Regions from separate parts of the Pan troglodytes genome. Here all the other regions are linked to region 3. A link is a contact called in public Hi-C data. All regions are on one chromosome and are shown on one strand. The core of a region is the stretch at or near the end of the contact, and the rest is flanking DNA. Distances in the headings are between cores, read along the strand shown.

Evidence for each region. A called contact is a pair of places that touch in the nucleus more often than the background predicts.
Region 1: a contact with region 3 is called in a Hi-C map of induced pluripotent stem cells, with 2.0 times the contacts expected there. The contact joins the enhancer-like site here to the promoter of SOX2 in region 3. A contact is called at or near these places in 2 of 7 Hi-C or Micro-C datasets (induced pluripotent stem cells and stem cell-derived neural progenitor cells).
Region 2: a Hi-C map of stem cell-derived neural progenitor cells shows a contact between it and region 3, with 8 times the contacts expected there. The contact joins the enhancer-like site here to the promoter of SOX2 in region 3. A contact is called at or near these places in 1 of 7 Hi-C or Micro-C datasets (stem cell-derived neural progenitor cells) and 1 of 1 datasets of contacts at active chromatin or transcription factors (stem cell-derived excitatory neurons).

Annotation. Positions count from the first base shown.
Region 1 is chr2:185,537,833-185,542,268 of NHGRI_mPanTro3-v2.0_pri, forward strand. No RefSeq gene overlaps it. Among named protein-coding and RNA genes, the nearest start is that of ATP11B, 430 kb to the right of the region's middle. Within about 2 kb of position 1,654, at least 10 of the 24 cell types and tissues checked have an H3K27ac peak or open chromatin away from gene starts, as enhancers often do. A contact at or near this core is called in induced pluripotent stem cells, where this site is marked.
Region 2 is chr2:183,976,075-183,980,238 of NHGRI_mPanTro3-v2.0_pri, forward strand. The region is part of intron 2 of CCDC39 (coiled-coil domain 39 molecular ruler complex subunit); the gene reads right to left. Among named protein-coding and RNA genes, the nearest start is that of CCDC39, 65 kb to the right of the region's middle. Within about 2 kb of position 1,832, at least 3 of the 24 cell types and tissues checked have an H3K27ac peak or open chromatin away from gene starts, as enhancers often do. A contact at or near this core is called in stem cell-derived neural progenitor cells, where this site is marked.
Region 3 is chr2:184,886,527-184,890,358 of NHGRI_mPanTro3-v2.0_pri, forward strand. It overlaps SOX2 (SRY-box transcription factor 2), which reads left to right and starts at 2,404. Exons shown (of 1, transcript XM_516895.9): 1 at 2,404-3,832. The coding sequence starts at 2,928.

The DNA of each region.
Region 1 (4,436 bases), core at 404-2,903, 650 kb after region 3:
GAGTTTAAAAAGGTATTGAATATAGAGTTAAAAGAGTCAAACTCACACTTAATATGTATGTATTGTAAGCACATATATGTTTGTTGCAGCACTATTCACAATAGCAAAGATATGGACTCAACCTAAATGCCCATCAATGATAGATTGGATAAAGAAAATGTGGTATATATACACCGTGGAATAGTACACAGTCATAAAAAAGAACGAGATCATGTCCTATGCAGGAACATGAGTGGAGCTGGAGGCCATTATCCTTAGCAAACGAACACAAGAACAGAAAACCAAATACCACATGTTCTCACTTATAAGTGGGAGCTAAATGATGAGAACACATGGACACATAGAGGGGTACAACACACACTGGGGCCCACCAGTAGGTGGAGGGTGGAAGGAGGGAAAGGATCAGGAAAAATAATGAATGGGTACAAGGCTCAATACCTGGGTGATGAAATAATCTGTACAACAAACCCCCATGACATAAGTTTACCTATATAACCTGCACATGTACCGCATGTACCCCTGAACTTAAGATAAAAGTAAAAAAGAAAAAACAAACAAACATACAAACAAGTGATATGAGAAATACATATTTTGAAATATATACTGTGATTGACTCTATCTAGAGGATCAGGGAAGGTTTCCTGAAGGAGGTAACATTTACAATTTTAGATTAAAATATCTTCAGGTAAGACCATTAATTCATCCCTATACAAGTTCTGCCTTTATCCTTCAGGCTGAAGTAATCATCAATATCAATGTCACATGAAATCACTTATAGTCCTGTAATTTATAAAGGTACTGGCAACATTTCACAACTTGTTGCAATTATCTTCACAATATCATTGAACATTAAAGACAGGAGAGGAACAAGGCATGCCTGAAAAAAAAAGTGAAGTTGATTTTAGAGCTTTCTTTCCTTTCTCCTGGTATCTTGTTTCCTCCCCTAGCCCACTAGCATCAACCTCGTGTCTTAATCCAGCCATACCCTGCTAAATGCTAATTGCTAAGTTAAGCATGAATTCCTATCCTTTTACATGTTTGGATTTTAACTGGGCGAGGGGAGTCCCATTTGCTGGGAAATGCTGAAGAGTAAAGCTAGAGCGGTGGAATGATTGACATTAGGGTTGATATCTGGAGAAGTGAGAGCTGTCTAGGTCTTCCAAAGACTGAATAATGTACAAATCCATGGCACTGTATAGTCAAAATATGACTTATTGGAATAAGTATTTCCATTCCAGTTTAAAGGGTGCACTGATTTTTCTCGAGGTCACAGAACAAAAAATGGAGTTGCCAGGAATCTATCTCTTCGCTTCTCTGTTCTAAACTCCCTTAGACCATCCTACATTAGCTCTTAGTATTTATTATTAATTTATTTTATTAATTAAAACAGTTCAGTTAATAACAATATACACTTGTGTAGTGATTTATAGTTTACCCTCCTGATTTCACGTGATCTCATTTAATCCTCAAAAACAACCAAGTGATAAAACTGAGGCACTGAGGGGTGGAGAGACTTTTCCAAGACCACACAGCTGTTGGCAGGGCTGGCACTGGCCTGGCACGTGAGGGCCTGGGGTCTGTAACCTCTCTCCTGCCAGGGCGGACGTTACTGATGTGTTTGGGCTCAGCACACTCCTACAGCTGTCCACTGTGTGCTCAACTGAAGAAGCCATTCTCCCAGACAGAGGGAGCTCTTCTGTGGTTAAGGATATAAAAAGAGCTGTGTTCTAAGGCCAGAATTTTCCCCCCAGTTCTTCTCAAGGTCCATTCAGAGGCTAACGTCGCATTTCTGCAGCCCAGGCACTTTAACTGTTATTATTTTTGTGTTTATTTTTTGTTTGTAGAAAGAGTCCGGGACATGTTGCATATTTACGACGCCAAAATAGGAAGTGTGTGATGCCCACTCGACCGCAATGAATTCCAAGGCATAAAGGCCCCAGAATCTCTGGATACAAGAAGTCCTCACTCTGCCATCCCTTCTTGAGTGGTGTTGGTGGACTTCCTATGTGATCCCGAGGTGGAGTCAGCTGGTGTAAGAGTTGGCAACCAGCTCTGCTCCATAGACGGCATTCACTTAGGAAGCACGACTGGCGGCTTCATGCGATTGGAGAGAAAAGGGGAGAGGGGGAGGTGAAGAGAGGAGGAGGAGCCCTCGGCAGAATTCCAAGTTCCGTGGCACTGGCCCCACGGAACTCTGGAAACAAGAATCAGGCTTGGGCTGCGCAGGTTCCAAGTCACAGGGCTTCCATGGCTGGCAAGCGTCGAGCCGGAAATTCAGTTGAATAGAGCCCTAAATGTTTTTTTGTTTGACATTCATGCTTAACAGAAAATGATGAATCCATTAGCAACTCCTTCCGTTGCCAAAAGAAACAGACTTGCACTTGTAGATTGCTTTCATTCTGCGCTATCAAGCCACTGCATGTGCTGCTTTCACAAAGCTGACAGTCATCTATCATTTTTAAATGGGTTTAGAGGTACAGTCGTCTTTGTCTGAAGTGTGTGGATGTGTCAGCATGAATGTGACTCATTAAAACAGACTGACCCAAACAGTTTAAATGGGATTCACAGTAGGGGGAAAATGTTTTATTTGAGGTTTGTTTGGAATTATTTTGAAGTTTGTCACTAATTTTGAAAAACAATGGGCTCATTTTCCTAACTTCTTTTTCTTCCCTGAGATGTGTCTAAGAGAACAAATAGCTATATTATGCACTGTCTCAAAAACATGCTCTTTGGAAATGAAAAAAGATTGTATGATTATGAAATGTCAAGAGTTCCCTTGTGCTCTAGAACATTTCACATACTTAAATGACTTCATGAAACTCCCCCAAGTTTCTCTCTCTCTCCTCAGACCTTTATCCCCAATCCATAAATGACATCTTTGAACATAATCTTTAGACCCGTTTTTCATCATTTCTATTAGCCTTTCAAGGAATGCCTTTTGAAGTCAAAGATTTAACATATGGATTAAATCTTCCATAAAATGGGTTTAAATATTAAGAGAAAAACACCTGGCTGTATGTATCTGGGTTCCACAGGACATTGTATTGTTTTAAATGCTTCAAGATGTTCAATAAAATTGAATATGGCCAAACTCATGTCCAATGTGGGCCTGTGGGCCCTCAAACCTGTTTCCTAATGGCTGTTTCTCTCTCTCTCATCTCGCATTAGTGTGAAGTTCCTAAAGCAATAATAGAAGGGCCAATAGCAGAAATTAAGAAATTAATTAAATTATATTATATGTATATATATAATTAAGAAATTATATATATATCAATGACAAAATTAATTTATCAAGAGTTTCAATATAACTAGTATAATTGATCTTCCAAGTTTTCTCTGTGGGCACAGAGGGATATATTCAAAATGTTTAACACCAATAAGTCATGGGCACAACCAAGTAGAACAGACATCATGGCAGGGTCCTGGAAGCTCCTTGCTGGATGAAGGAGATTAAAGGAGCCCCAGCATTGACATCAAGGAGGCTGGGACAGTGTGTTGGGGCAGGGGGCACTGAGAGTAGTGGTTATTTATTAACTCGTAGAGACGAATTTCAATATTTTAATACAGAGCTGTACCAGTGTGTACTGGCTGAATTCCAGCCCTACTTTTACTCCTTCATTGCATAAATTCCTAGGATTTGAGGAAACAAAAGCAGGTATACCTCCTTATGTTTGAGCATTGCTCTATACTTTCCCGCTTTTTTTCGTGTACGATCCCAAATAAACTGAGTGTCTTCTAAGGCATCAAGCACTATTCAAGCTGTTCCCATAGGAATTTGTTGTTAAAAGTGAGGAATGAGGATTAAAACATTAAAAAGGGTAAAACAGTAATTATGGTATTATTTAAACATTTCTAAAAGTTTCTTAGTCTTCACCCCATTTTACCCAGAAGACTTCTAAATTTTTAGCACTACAAGGCACATTTGTAGAATAAAATATGTAGAATGTGTATTTAACTTATGTCATATCTTTCTTTTAAGGAGCTAAAATGAGTTGTCATAATGATTTGACTTAATTAACCAATTCAGTCATTCCTTGCCACCACCACCACTCCCAAAAAAAGGTAAATATTACGATACCCTTTTGTACTGGAAATGAAAACAAATGCAATTTTTAAGATCCTAAGCCAATCAAAGACCAGCTCAAATCAAGCTCTTGCATCCAAGACTGCTTTGACTGAGTTGCCAAGTGATCCCACCAGTAACATCTATGTAGGAGGAGGGGGAAATGCGAGCACTGTAAGACCTCATCCTTTAAGGAAGTATAATTGGATGTCTCTTGTGTAACTTAGGCCATTTCAGAGCTTAAGATAAATACACATCAAATATAAGGGGGAAAAAGAGGAATGTATTGATTTTATCCCACTGACAAAAAGAAAAAACAGTTTCTATTGAAATACATACAAATATATTTTAAAACATTTGATAAAGAAAACAC
Region 2 (4,164 bases), core at 582-3,081, 910 kb before region 3:
ATTAAAAATCAATGTACAGATGTCTTCATAATTGTTCAACTTGTCAGGACACTAATAAGATATTTACAGAAATTTTTTATGATAATATTTCTGTAAAGACTCACTCACTGCTTATATTAACAGATTTACACTTGGAGGCTAAGGTGTCATGTTTGAATATCAAATACACTTTTTAAATTGATGGAAACATAAGGGATAAATAATCGAAGGGATAACAGAAATTCTCTGGGTGAATATATTATAGAAATAAAACTTTAATATTTCTCTAATAACCATGTTTTTAAAGTTATTTCAAATAAAAATATACACATGAAACTGGCTTTAAATATATTAAAATTATAGCTTGTAAGCATTTAAAAATAAATAATTTTATTATAAAACAACATTTTCCACCATCACACTTTAAACTGTGAAGATTTATGATGCAAGAGAATTTGTAGATGAGATTGCAGAAACACTGGAAACATTATAAAAACAAAGAGACCTAGAGAGGAACCAAGAGATTAAAAGAAAGATGCAAGTTATCATAATTTTCAAAAAGGCACTTCCAGAAAATATAATTTATTTTGCTTAAAATTATAGCCTCACAAAACTCTCGTCTAGATTAAACAGAATTCCCAAGAACTTAGAAAATAGAATTGTCCAGGTTTTGTGCCTTATAGCTCTATATTCATGCCTCTATATTCATAGATTTATGTATTTATTAAGACAATTTTCCTGCAGAGGGCATCAAAATATCTTGGAGAAGGGTTATCTTTTTCCAAATTACACAAAGGTGCCATTTAGACTAATGGTGGCGCTGTTATCATGAATCAGAATGGCTTTACTAAATTAAAGCCCTGCCAAACTAAAACTTCCCTTTTTGTGCTAGAATTATTGGCTTAATAAGAATTTATTAATCAGAGCCTTCAGATTATCATTGTCCAATCAGTTATTTAACTAGATAGATGGAGAGGCAGCATAGAATAGTGTCAAGGAGGCAGGCTTTGGGTGGAGATCTTAGTTGGATTTCTAGCTCTGCCATTTACTCATAGGCCCCGCTTATGTTTATGTGAATTGGAAAGCAGCTTGGCATTCTGTGATTGGAACATTAATTTTTTTATTTTCTTTATCTAACCATTGCATTCAAGAAATTTAACCTGAGGGAAAAATCAGGAAGGTGGAAAAAGCTTTATGCACAAAGAAATTAATCACTGTGTGATTTATAATAGTGAACAAACTGAAAATGAGGTACAACAGGGAAATGATTAAGTGAATTACAAAATACAATAAGATTCAGTAATCAAATGAACATTTATCAAAGGTTTACAACATGCCTTGTATTCTGCCTGGCACTGGAGATTCAGCACTGAACAAGATAGATATGGAATCTGACTTTTCTATGATAATTTAACATCAACTTAAAGTAAGCAGGAGGCAAGCACTTATAACACCATACTATCCACTATACGGTTTATATATGGATATACGTATATGTGTGTATATGCAGAAAAAATACTAGAAGAAAATAAATCAAAATGTTAATAATTGTTAGGTCTTTTGTTATAATAATTTTATATACTTTTCAATATTTTCTACAATGAGAATGTTACTGTTAAAATTTTTTTTTTAATTATACAAAATGGCATTATACCAAAGGTAGGCTACAAAAGAAAACAAAATTATCGAATAATGTACTTAAAAGTCAAGATCACTTCATGGTACAGGAAATCCCTTCAGATATAAAGACATATTACATTGTCTTTTCTTGTATTTTGATTTCCATCACAGTGTCCTTTGGAAAGCTCACTTCCTCTCTAGCATTCGGAAGGCCTGTCTGTTCTTATGCAGGGAAGGAATGTGAATGCTAGCAGCACATTCCACCCTGGTGACACAAGGGGGTGCACAGGACTTGCTTCCAAATGTTTCCCTTTGTCTTCTTGGAAAGAAGAGGGAAAAAAAAACCTGACATTTGATTTGGTGACCAATTAAAATGTTTTAACAGGCTTATGTATACAGTTCACCGTGCGTTTCTAACCCGAGAGATCTCTGAGGGCATGATCCTGTGTACAAACCACTCCTACTTCCCCACATTTATTTCACAAGAAAAAATATTGCAGGAGAATGAGTGGCCTTTTAAAGCACAATTAGTGAAACTGGAGACTGCCTGAAAGGCCCAGAATAGGGATTGTTAAAGAAATGATGGCACATAATAAACAAATTAGAAAATAACCATTAAAAATAATGTTCACATGGAAAGGACATTAAAAAGCAATTCATACAATAATACATACAATATGGTCTAATTTTTTTTATTTAAATGTATTATATGAATAAGTAGAAAAATTTGGAAAGAGATATACCAAACTATTAACAGTCATTATCCTTGAAAGCTGGATGACAGGTTTATTACCTTCTTCCTATATATCTACATTTTACAATTTTTGTGTACAATGAATAAAAATTTGATTTTAAAATAAGAAAAATAAATGAGTATTCCCAAATAAGTACCAGTTCTTATGATCCTTATTAATTAAATGTATGTAAATTGCTACAAATCGCCCAGAGATATGGTGACAATATAGCCCTGTTTGCCAAAGACAATTTCACTTTGTAACTGTTGTTCTGATATAACTGTGAATAATGCCACTTTCACTCCAAAATTCTGAATAAGTCACCCTACATGTATATTTTTAAATTTGTACCCCTAGCAAGTTGTGCCACTTTTGTCCTTATATCAGCAGGTTGCTTCCAATCCAAAAGATCTCAATCCTTCTCTCTACTAATATGCTAAGATGCAAGGCTAGTCCAGAAATCCTGAGATTCTCATGGCTGCACCAGGGTTAGCATGGGCCAGGGTATACCCCAAGACCCATCCAAATCACAGTCAAGACAGAATATTTTTGAGGCCCATCTTGACCCCTTGGCTGAAGTGCCTTTAAGGCACCCTACTAGCAGGACATCTTCTGACATGTTTTTTGAGACAGAACCCTGGCACTACTATGAGACAGAATATTTTCCAAAGCACTGCTATACATGTAAAATCAATGATCCTACTGCCTTGGTTAAAATTCCTTGAATTAGAAGTAACAAACATGCTCAAATAACAAGTAAAAATGAAAAATTTGCAATTAATCTAAGAGTATCTCCCAACATTTAGTACATGGAGTCCGGCCAGGTTCTGGGTCTTAATTTCTAAGAGATACAATCTAATTGATTCAGTACAATGAATGGATTGGTTCCTCCTGGGTTAGGTGTCCACCCTAACTCAATCAATTATGGCCAGGGAGTGGTGGAATAACAGTACTGAAATGGACTGCCCATGTGAATTAGGAAACGAGAATGTAGTCTGGGTAGATAGCCTCATGAAAATCTGCTTGCTAGCGTTCCCTCCTTCACAGAGAACTAGACAAGCTTCTCCTCTTCAATGACATACTCTGACTACATAGGCAGAAAAGAAGGAGCTTTTACCTGTACATCAGAAGTATTGTGATGATACCTCCAATGATACCATTGACCATAGTTTTCAGCACAGCTGCCTCATAATTTCTTAATTCTATTGCCAACTTCCACGAGAACTGGGACCATAGTCCTTATCCACTTTCTCCATACTTTACATTCTATGATAAGGAGTCATGAGGAAGTTTCGGGTCACCCATCTGAAGAGCAAAATCTTTATTCTTTTGCTTTTTCATCCATTCAGTCATGTAACAAACATTTATTGCATTTCTATCAATTGTCAGGACCTGTACTTAGTGCTGTGGGCAGAGATAAGACATGGTCCTTATTCACAGGCATTCACAATGTACTGAGAGTCAAAGAGATAAAAGAATAATTATGTTACAATGTGATATGACATACAACAGAAGTACATATAGAGTGTGCTGAGTGCAGAGAAAAAGGATCTAAATCATCCCTTTGAGAAATTAAGAAAGGCATCAAAAAGGTGATTATATTCTATTTAGATGCTGAAAAAAATACTTTTCTTGATGGAGATGAAGAGGAAGTCTCCCAGCTAAAATACAATAATAATAAATAGCTACCATATTCTTAATATTTACTGCATATAGAGACACTCTGACATATGCTGTACATGGATTATCTCATTTAAACTTTACAGCCCAACTGGTCTGCTTGTCACACCATTGCCCCTATGTATCTCAGGACCAGCCAACCATTTAGAAC
Region 3 (3,832 bases), core at 1,154-3,653:
TCATAATTTGTACCTATTTTTTCCCATGGTCTAACCTCCCACTTATCTCGAGGTTGTATGTATATTTCTAAGTTAGGCAAATTAAATCTGATTCTTATGATTTGGTTCCGCAGCTTATAAGATATGTTAACTTTTCTTTTGTTTAGATTATGTATAATTAGTCTGATCTTCCATCCCCCTCTTTTTTTTTTTTTTTTACTTTAATTATTTTCAAATACCTTCTTTTAAAGGTAAAAGCAATAGTCTTGGAAAAGCGAATCTACCAGCAGGGGGCGCACCAGCCACATCCCTGAAACCAGCCGCGCTGAAAAGCCGGTGGCCGCCTTCTCTTCTCCAGATCTTCTCAACCTTTTCTCTTTCCTAATCTCCAGGTCCGTGTTTACCTTAATATTACACCTCGATTAAACAGAAAACAGTGCTGTATTTTGAAGAGCGCCGAATATGTATGCATTTTGAGAAACCCAATCTCACCCTTTCCGGGTTCCCAAGAACTAAAACAAGCCATAACTTGAGAGAAAAAGGAGAACCTTCGGGGGGCAGGAAGGTTGATTGGAAATAACTTAAGGAAAGTCTGCAGAATTCTTTTTTTACAACTTTTCTGAGTTTCCAGTGGGTATATTTAGTGTGAGTTTGACAGTAACAGGCTAGGGAGGGCAGAGATTGGAGAAATTGGGGGTCGGGGGAGTGATTATGGGCAGAAGGTTAGTAAGGAACAAAACAATGCACCGTTTTGTAAAGATAATAAATGGAACGTGGCTGGTAGATACTATTCAGTACATTTTCTTAGGGTGAGTAAGGGTAGACCAGGGGAGGAGGGGGCGGAGAGAGTGTTACAGAAGAAAGAAAATAAGTAACCCTGATGGTTTAAGCCCTTTATAAAAAAGAAATGGCATCAGGTTTTTTTTTTTTTTCTTTATTCCCCCCCACCCCACCCTTTGTAGTCAAGTGCATTTTAGCCACAAAGATCCCAACAAGAGAGTGGAAGGAAACTTAGACGAGGCTTTGTTTGACTCCGTGTAGCGACAACAAGAGAAACAAAACTACCTATTTGTAACGGACGTGCTGCCATTGCCCTCCGCATTGAGCGCCTACCTATTGAAATCTTTACGTCGGGACAATGGGAGAGCGGCTAAAATTACCCTCTCGGGTCCTGGGCGGGCAAGATTCCTGAGCCCCTACCCCCGCCCCCATCTCATCCTCCTCTAACCCGGGCCTTGCTGGGCTCCCCCTTCCCCAGTCCCGGCCGCCTTCTCCCAGTGTGCGCTGCCTGCACCTGTGCCTGGAGAGCATCGACCCCGCCTCCCAGGCCTTGAGCCCCTTTGCGGCGCAGCCCCAGCCTTGCGCGGCCTGGGCTTTGCGGCCACCACAATGGAAATCTACGGGGAAAATGCCAGGGCTGGTTCTGCTGGAGTCCTGGGAACTCTGCGTGGGAGGGAGTTTGTGACTGCGGCCCAAAAGCCACCTCCATACAGTGCCGTGGGATGCCAGGAAGTTGAAATCACCCTCCCCCATCGCCTGCACTTTTGAGCGCCCTTCCGTCTGTGTCTTTCCCCAGCCCCCATTTGAAACCCGCACGACCGAAACCCTTCTTTCGGGGAGGCATGGGATGGGAATGGGGAGTGGGGGGAGACAGTAGAAGCATCCCCTTTGCTACGGTTGAATGAAGACAGTCTAGTGGGAGATATGGCTGGGGCTAAGAGGAAGAGCTGCAGTTTCCTGGGCCAAAGAGCTGAGTTGGACAGGGAGATGGCAGCTTACCAAGGCCTGCTTGTTCTCAGCTCTAGAGTCTGCCTTATGGTCCGAGCAGGATTTATTTTTAAGAACAGAGCAAGTTACGTGGAAGCAAGGAAGGTTTTGAGGACAGAGGTTTGGGTCTCCTAACTTCTAGTCGGGACTGTGAGAAGGGTGTGAGAGAGTGTTGGCACCTGTAAGGTAAGAGAGGAGAGCGGAAGAACGCAGTACGGGAGCGGCACCAGAGGGGCTGGAGTTGGGGGGGAGTGCTGTGGATGAGCGGGAGAACAATGACACACCAACTCCTGCACTGGCTGTTTCCAGAAATACGAGTTGGACAGCCGCCCTGAGCCACCCACTGTGCCCTGCCCCACCCCCGCACCTTAGCTGCTTCCCGCGTCCCATCCTCATTTAAGTACCCTGCACCAAAAAGTAAATCAATATTAAGTTTAAAGAAAAAAAACCCCACGTAGTCTTAGTGCTGTTTACCCACTTCCTTCGAAAAGGCGTGTGGTGTGACCTGTTGCTGCGAGAGGGGATACAAAGGTTTCTCAGTGGCTGGCAGGCTGGCTCTGGGAGCCTCCTCCCCCTCCTCGCCTGCCCCCTCCTCCCCCGGCCTCCCCCGCGCGGCCGGCGGCGCGGGAGGCCCCGCCCCCTTTCATGCAAAACCCGGCAGCGAGGCTGGGCTCGAGTGGAGGAGCCGCCGCGCGCTGATTGGTCGCTAGAAACCCATTTATTCCCTGACAGCCCCCGTCACATGGATGGTTGTCTATTAACTTGTTCAAAAAAGTATCAGGAGTTGTCAAGGCAGAGAAGAGAGTGTTTGCAAAAGGGGGAAAGTAGTTTGCTGCCTCTTTAAGACTAGGACTGAGAGAAAGAAGAGGAGAGAGAAAGAAAGGGAGAGAAGTTTGAGCCCCAGGCTTAAGCCTTTCCAAAAAATAATAATAACAATCATCGGCGGCGGCAGGATCGGCCAGAGGAGGAGGGAAGCGCTTTTTTTGATCCTGATTCCAGTTTGCCTCTCTCTTTTTTTCCCCCAAATTATTCTTCGCCTGATTTTCCTCGCGGAGCCCTGCGCTCCCGACACCCCCGCCCGCCTCCCCTCCTCCTCTCCCCCCGCCCGCGGGCCCCCCAAAGTCCCGGCCGGGCCGAGGGTCGGCGGCCGCCGGCGGGCCGGGCCCGCGCACAGCGCCCGCATGTACAACATGATGGAGACGGAGCTGAAGCCGCCGGGCCCGCAGCAAACTTCGGGGGGCGGCGGCGGCGGCGGCAACTCCACCGCGGCGGCGGCCGGCGGCAACCAGAAGAACAGCCCGGACCGCGTCAAGCGGCCCATGAATGCCTTCATGGTGTGGTCCCGCGGGCAGCGGCGCAAGATGGCCCAGGAGAACCCCAAGATGCACAACTCGGAGATCAGCAAGCGCCTGGGCGCCGAGTGGAAACTTTTGTCGGAGACGGAGAAGCGGCCGTTCATCGACGAGGCTAAGCGGCTGCGAGCGCTGCACATGAAGGAGCACCCGGATTATAAATACCGGCCCCGGCGGAAAACCAAGACGCTCATGAAGAAGGATAAGTACACGCTGCCCGGCGGGCTGCTGGCCCCCGGCGGCAATAGCATGGCGAGCGGGGTCGGGGTGGGCGCCGGCCTGGGCGCGGGCGTGAACCAGCGCATGGACAGTTACGCGCACATGAACGGCTGGAGCAACGGCAGCTACAGCATGATGCAGGACCAGCTGGGCTACCCGCAGCACCCGGGCCTCAATGCGCACGGCGCAGCGCAGATGCAGCCCATGCACCGCTACGACGTGAGCGCCCTGCAGTACAACTCCATGACCAGCTCGCAGACCTACATGAACGGCTCGCCCACCTACAGCATGTCCTACTCGCAGCAGGGCACCCCTGGCATGGCTCTTGGCTCCATGGGTTCGGTGGTCAAGTCCGAGGCCAGCTCCAGCCCCCCTGTGGTTACCTCTTCCTCCCACTCCAGGGCGCCCTGCCAGGCCGGGGACCTCCGGGACATGATCAGCATGTATCTCCCCGGCGCCGAGGTGCCGGAACCCGCCGCCCCCAGCAGACTTCACATGTCCCAGCACTACCAGAG